Linked DNA regions of Zea mays: region 2 is linked to region 1. Evidence: chromatin contacts called from public Hi-C data. All regions are on one chromosome and are shown on one strand. The core of a region is the stretch at or near the end of the contact, and the rest is flanking DNA. Distances in the headings are between cores, read along the strand shown. Region 1 has its middle 7.7 kb from the start of LOC118476310. Region 2 holds the start of LOC100194161 (L-ascorbate peroxidase S chloroplastic/mitochondrial).

Region 1 (3,484 bases), core at 387-2,886:
CATTCTTGATCGGTACAAGAACTTTGTGATCCAGGCAGCACTTAAATAGTACCAGGTAAAGATACTATTTAATTCTCAGCCCAGAGGATCGCATGTGCAATCGATTAACGATTGTTTAATGTTGCAGGGAGTATGCTGCTTTTGTATAAACTATAGGCCGCACACTGCTGTAATGCAAAGTAACGTGTATGGGAAGATTGTTTTATTATATGTATTTTTTATTTTTTATATTCGATGTTTTCTAATAGTCATGCATCTAAAGGTTCAGCATGAAGGCATGAAGCCACTTAGATTTTGGAGATCCTTGATAAAGCATTTCTGGCTCAGACAAGCTCACATTTATTGAAAGGGTTAGAATGTCTGTGTTGAACTTGTACAGGTGGATTGTCTATCTTCATCTAGTAGATTAAGTTTTTTGGTTGAGCTGATTAGTGTGTCTATTCTAACATGGTATCTACCAGAGCTAGAGATCTCGAATTCGAATCCATCTTATACTTTCGAGTTCGTGATGTTCTTTTTCTGCGAATATACCTAGACTGCTAGTCCATTCAGATGTATGCCTCGTGCACGTACCAGTGCCGGCCCTAGCGGGGGTCGAGCAGTGCCCCCGACTAGGGCCCCCAAATTAATGGGGCTTCACTTTAGTTACTAAATAACAGTATATATATACAGCCATATAGCGTATATTGTATATATATGTCTGTTAGCTCTACAAAACTTTTAAAGACCTAATTATAAGTCAACAACACGGCAACAACAAGCAAGAAGAATTAGACATAATCCATTAATCTTGATTTCTATATTTTAGTAGTAGTACTTCTTAGTCTCAGGCCCATCTGCCTAGGCTCTCAGTCGCAAACAAACAGACGGTCGTGCCCTCTCCTCTCGGTAGCCAACACACGACATTGGGTACGACAGCGCTTTTGTCTTTCCCTACATAGCGAACACGAAACTAACATGACATAATCGATTGATCTCACAACGTATTACATCTACTTGATCATTGTTCGAGGTAACCTTCTTTTAAGTCATCTGGACACATATATACCCCATGTTATATTTTACTTACTTTGTATTTAACTAGATGAACGCCCGTGCGTTGCTACGGAGTGAACATGTTATGATAAGGTACATTAAATTTCAAAAATACTAATTATCATTTTATATTCTTGTTAGCTTTTTTTTAAAAGTTAAGACTTTTTTACATACGAGGCCTACAGTGCAAGCTAGTAAGAGCTATGTAGTATAGATTCAGAGCTAAAGTTGGGAACTCAGAATTTCCCGCATGAGCCAAAAGACACCAATATTTCATAACTTTCACTTCCATGCCCTTAACAACAATCATCACTCACCAATATTTCATAACTTTCACTTCCATGCCCTTAACAACAATCATCACTCGCTAAAAATCTTCTACTTTAAGCAACAACACACTCGTCATTCACCAACAAGCTATAATCCAACTCGTCAGTCATTGTTAGGTGCCAGGACAACAGGAGTGCTTAGCACAGAACAAAACAGAGCAGCACAGAACAGAGGGATGAAACGACATGAAGGGAGCGCTCACCGGTGCAGCACGATCACGGTCGCAGGAGCCTGTGTGGATGTAGTAAGCACAGTCCACCTCGCATGGCCGCTCCGTCAGCTTCGCAGACCTGTCCGTGTCCCCACCGAGCTCCAGCCTCAACATCGACTCTACGAAAAGCATCCACGTCGATATCCACCATCATCACACGTCAGAGTGAGACAACACAACAGCAACCGAATCGAAGATTCAAAACCCTAAGATTGTCTCCAGTAGAGTGTGTAAAAAAGATAGCGATGATAAAAAAAGAAATGCCCCAAAAAAAACCTTAACTTGCACTTAAAAGGTTAATAGTCGATTACAACTACCTTTTTGAAAAATAAAAATATAAGTTGAAGAGTTTGTTAAGGGAAGAGGCAACAACATATTCTTTTATCTTTATTATCCACACAAGTACTATTGTATTAAATAAATGGCAACCTGAGGCAGTATATATACATATAACGAATCACATACTGGTTCCACCTTCCACAGTTCCAGGCATCCTAATCTAAAACATTTCAGTTGCTAAGGATGAAGCTTACTTGCATAAGTGTAAACTTACAGAATAAAAAACAAAACGCTAAAATGTCTGAGACTCAAGAGCACATAGATAATTGATTATTTTACACAGGACTACCTCTGGTTAATAAGTGTCTAGGACCTAGAATTCTTCAGTCTGGGAAATTGTAGCTTGTCACAGTACAGAGGTAAGCTTCAATCAGCTTCTGCACCTCAACAAGCATTATTACTCGTGCATATTTTGTATCACCATACTTAGAAAGCTGCTTATTTTCCCTAATAACAAGGCAAACCCAGAAATCACTCATTGAACAATCCAGAAACAACTAAAAGCCATGGTAATAATAACATCAGACGAGGCATACAAAAAAACAAGGCTGACCAGTCAGTTCTTTACCTAAAGTTGTCCAAGGTCAGAAACTGTGTGATCTCCTTAAACAACAACTCATTGAAGGATGCAAAGACCTTAAGGTCCTTGACCAAGATCTCAACAACCTTTGACTGATCATGTTTGATTTGTTAGCAAAGAAACCTCTAGTCAGAAAGGCACTCCACTCGAGCATTACATTGTACATAATGTAGTTCCATTAGCTCCTAAAGAAGCATAATATTCCCAAGTTCAGATTGTTAAATAGAGCAAAAAAAATATTTAAAAATGTGCTTGATGTAGTTCCCTCCTAAAAGTAATTGCTCAACATACTTATTTTTTTTAAAAAATCATGCTAAAACCCATTAGAGCAGAAAATATGCAAGAGTCATGTATGTCTATGCTGATAAGTACCTAACAGAAAACGTTGCCACCTTTGTGCTAGGCGATCAACTTCCAGTGATGAACATTAAGTTCAAAATTCTACACAACCAACCTCATGGTAGTTATCAAAAATCAAACTTTATCATTAGTTATGTACAACTCATAATACTTGCTTCCAAAGCTAAGAGTCCACTTTCCTGAGAAGTGAGTGTGGCAGTAGACTTCTATTTCATGAGATAGATGATGTAACAAAGGTTAATACTACAATGTGCAGTTAAGTACCTAATCATCCATAAGAAAGTTTGTAGTCTTCAAGTCCATATGAACAATATTAATCTGATGGAAGTAATTCACTCCCTTGGACACATAAGATGCAACTCTAATCACATCCAGGAGCTGAAAAATTCCTCGGCTATTGTAAAGGAAGTCTTAAATACTGCCTCCATGCAAGAATTCTGATAATAATAAATGGAAAAGAAATAAAGAGCTAATACAAGTGATGCTCCAAAGTACAAATGCAAGAGAATCTAAGCGGCACTGTGTAAATAGAAAACGACTATATACCTGTAACAATACACAAAACAGGAGGTCTCGTGCATGCACCGAAAAATTGCACATCATTTTTGTGACAAATCTTTCTATAGAAT
Region 2 (3,484 bases), core at 654-3,153, 160 kb before region 1:
CACTAACTAAATCTCTAAGGGGAGGGGCCGCTTGGTTTCTTCCATTTCAGAGGAAGAACATACTTAAGCTATCTCCAGCAGCTTACCCATCCCCATACCTATATTCAAACTCCACTCTGCGAACAGTATAATCTACAGTGCAAAACTGTGTTTTTGGTGACCATATGGGTGAACTGCTGGACACAGTCTTAGTGCCTGCTTGGTTCTTGGTGCAGTCTAGCCTCGCCTCATTTTGTTGAGGTGGCATGAGTAACGAGAAACTCGCCCCTCCAAGCGTGCCAATTTGGCTATCTCACGGGAGCAAAGTAAAGCTTTCTTGCACAGTTCCCAATACGCTCAGGTGAGGGAACCAAACACCTGCACTTTCTCGTCATCTAGGCTAAACAAGGCACAATAGCGCTCAGCTAGGGAACCAAGCAGGCCCATAGTAGACTATGGCTATTTGGCTTAAAACTTGATATTCCACATCTTCCCAAATTTTAGATACAAATCTAAATAGAAATTCATCATACTATATTTCTGCTTTACAATTTATACCATGCTCTTCAGCTCTCTCCCCTACCGCAGAAGTGCGACATACAAGTATCTCACTCGTAAGGGCGACAATAGTATATAAATTATAGATATATTGGGCATACAACCATATTAACTTAATTGATTTGCGCCTAAATTATGCTTATTAGAATGGATTTCAATTCCAAGGATCCAAACAGGGCCTAAGCATAATTAGGGAAAACATTTATAAGTCAGCAATAACCCATATTCTAGTAGAAGTGGCTATAGTAAAAAAAATCTGGATCTGCCACTGGTTAGGGGCGGACCCAAGGGGTACCCCCCCCCCCCCCGACTACCCGGTAATTTGGTCCAAAAACAAACTACTCGTCAGTATTTAGGCGCAAAGAAACAATATATGCAACTTGGAACCTAATTTGATGAATTAAATTCATTATCAGATATTTTGCTCATTTTCTGCTTATGTAACGAATTGATAGAAATTATATATACATAGTACCGAAGTATACACAATATTACATGTCAAGATTATTTTTTTGTTCTCGACTGCCCTAGGTTTAAATTCTGGGTCAGCCATTGCCACTGATCAACAGTGAATACTTGATTACAAAACGGGCACCCTGCTCAGTTCTCTGCTCACACACCATGTGCTGCAGAGGCGTATATAAATGGACATCACTAACAAAGTTATTAAGTGATCACTATCACTATGTTCGCTGGCAGTGATGCCACCATAGTAAGATCGCAATTTAAAGCCTCACATCTTCTATTGTAGCAGTGTGATGGTATGACTGCAAAGGGTTTAGTCAAAACATCTTGAACAATGCATCACCATCATGAATTCATAATTGATGAAGTTTATGGATAACACACAGGGATCACCATACGCACCAGGATGGGGTGGGAGTGAGTCGTCCTGAGAAGCTCCCTGATGTCCTCGCGTGCGGCCTTCACCTGAGCCGCGTCAGACGCCATCGCCACAGCCGCGCACCTCACTGCCCTCGCCTTCTGCGATCACACACGTAAACTCGAGTCAACAGCCTGTCTGATGCTGCTGCTGCTGCACCATTTTCGATCTAGGGATGAAGCCGCAGGCGCACTGGTATCCAACGAACGCGGTATACGGACCTGTGGGAGCGAAGAGGGCGCGGCGCGGAGGCCGACGCGCGCGCGAGCTAGCGAAGGCGAGAAGAAGGCGCGGTTGGCCGGCGCCGCGCGGCGGGCGAATGGGGTGGCGGCGGCCGAGGCGCGGAGGGTGGCGGCGGATGCTGCGAGGCGCTCGGCCATGGCGGGTTTGCTAGGGGGGGAGCAGCCGCGGCGGCTCTTGGAGAGAGGAGGGGCTGCGGCCTGCGGGCTTGCCAGAGAAGTGGTCGATTTGACTCGATTCCACTTCCACTTTGCCTGCGTTTTGAGGCGTCTCGGGGGTTTGGTGCGCGGAGCGTGCTCCTGCTCTCACTCTCACTGCCGCTCGGGCCTGTGCGGCACTGCGTAGCCTAGGTTGGTTGGTGCCTTGGTGTTGGCGGTCGTGGAGGGTTGGTGCCTTGGTCTTCGGTCGCTGGTCAGTTTATTCGGCGGCGGGGCGGCCAACGAGCGCCACGCGCCGCGCGCGGGTTTGGACTCCGGCGGCGGTTTTTTATTTGAACTTTTTTCCAAAAAATCACAGTAAACCTCTACTAGTATGAGCAACTCTAACGTGTAAGTCAACTCCAAAACAGATATAAGTAAAGAATAATGATTTTTATTACTGCAACGTCTCCTTTATTTTCCTAAAAAAATTGTGTCTCTCGTATTCACAGTCTCCTCTCCTTCATATTTTGGTATGTTGCATCGTTTGTCAATCCATCCGCTCGTGTTTTTGTTTCCTGCGTGCATCAGTGTGTTCTAGTGGAGGTGGGAAACGGTGGCGCACATAGGTGTTTTTGTTTTCCCGCATGCAGTTATCCGTCTCGCCGTCAATACAAGACAGTGAAATATAATTGTAGTACACGACGATGGTCGATGGCTTGCTGAGTGTTTGAGGGGCTAGAATTGGAGCGTTACAGGAAAAGGGCTTCACCCTCTTCAAGCCGACTTTCTAGCCCAAGGCGAGGATTAGTTTGAACCTGAAGGGCATTAATACTGTGAGACAACCTAATGCAGCAGTACCAGTGTAGGATACCATGTTGTATACTTTGGGATCGTGGATTGCAGATGTAGATTGTTGTGCTGAAGTCTTGTGGTTGGTGAAGGTGGAGAAAGCGGGCACCACAGTTCATCGTGGATAGACTTCTGCAAGCAGAGAAGAAAAAAGTAATGGTACCTGCTTCCTAGCAGTTGATTGAATCGTTTTTCTTAAATTAGGAAAGTACAAAATTTACCGAGGTGATCTTAGTGAGAGAGAGATCAGGTCATGGTGGCCTGGCAGTGTATGAAATCAGATAGCACTAGGGGAGGGATGAAACAGATCTTCTAGGGTGCATTTGTTGCTTCAAGGAAGCTCTATCTACTCAACATAGCCTATTCAGATACCCAGAAGAAGCCCCTGAGCAGCGAGGCTAGAATTGTTCTGGAGAAATGTCGGTGTTTCGGACCCGCGAGGACCCTCAACCGACCAGTGAATTTGATGCTGCGTGTCCCTGCCTAGATGGGTTGATGCAAGATGGAACACAAGAGGGAGGATGAGGCTTATGTTATCTTGCACCGGGGTGCTCGTAGTAGGGGTCACAAGCGTCGAGAGAGAGAGTTCGGCCTTGAGTTGTCTGAGTTAGCCTCCTCCGCGTCTCTCCCACTCTGTCTTCTCTGCTTGCGTGTGTCTCTAGGAAGGCCCTGGACATCCCCTTTTATAGATATAAGGAGATGGTCCAGCTGTACAATGGGGGTGTAGCTATGTGCTAACGTGGCCGGCGGAGAAGTGCCTGAGCCCTGTATAAGCGTAGCTGACGGTGCGGCACGGGGTCCTGCTGACGTTTCTTCGCCGACGTCATGGACGCAC

The links. A called contact is a pair of places that touch in the nucleus more often than the background predicts.
Region 2: a contact with region 1 is called in a Hi-C map of leaf, with 4 times the contacts expected there. The contact joins the promoter of LOC100194161 here to the enhancer-like site in region 1. A contact is called at or near these places in 3 of 25 Hi-C or Micro-C datasets (bundle sheath, ear and leaf).

What each region holds. Positions count from the first base shown.
Region 1 is chr2:51,263,588-51,267,071 of Zm-B73-REFERENCE-NAM-5.0, reverse strand. No RefSeq gene overlaps it. Among protein-coding and RNA genes, the nearest start is that of LOC118476310, 7.7 kb to the right of the region's middle. Within about 2 kb of position 1,636, at least 4 of the 20 cell types and tissues checked have an H3K27ac peak or open chromatin away from gene starts, as enhancers often do. A contact at or near this core is called in bundle sheath and leaf, where this site is marked.
Region 2 is chr2:51,420,644-51,424,127 of Zm-B73-REFERENCE-NAM-5.0, reverse strand. LOC100194161 (L-ascorbate peroxidase S chloroplastic/mitochondrial) reads right to left here and starts at 1,903. Exons shown (of 12, transcript NM_001139211.1): 1 at 1,642-1,903; 2 at 1,405-1,521. The coding sequence starts at 1,800.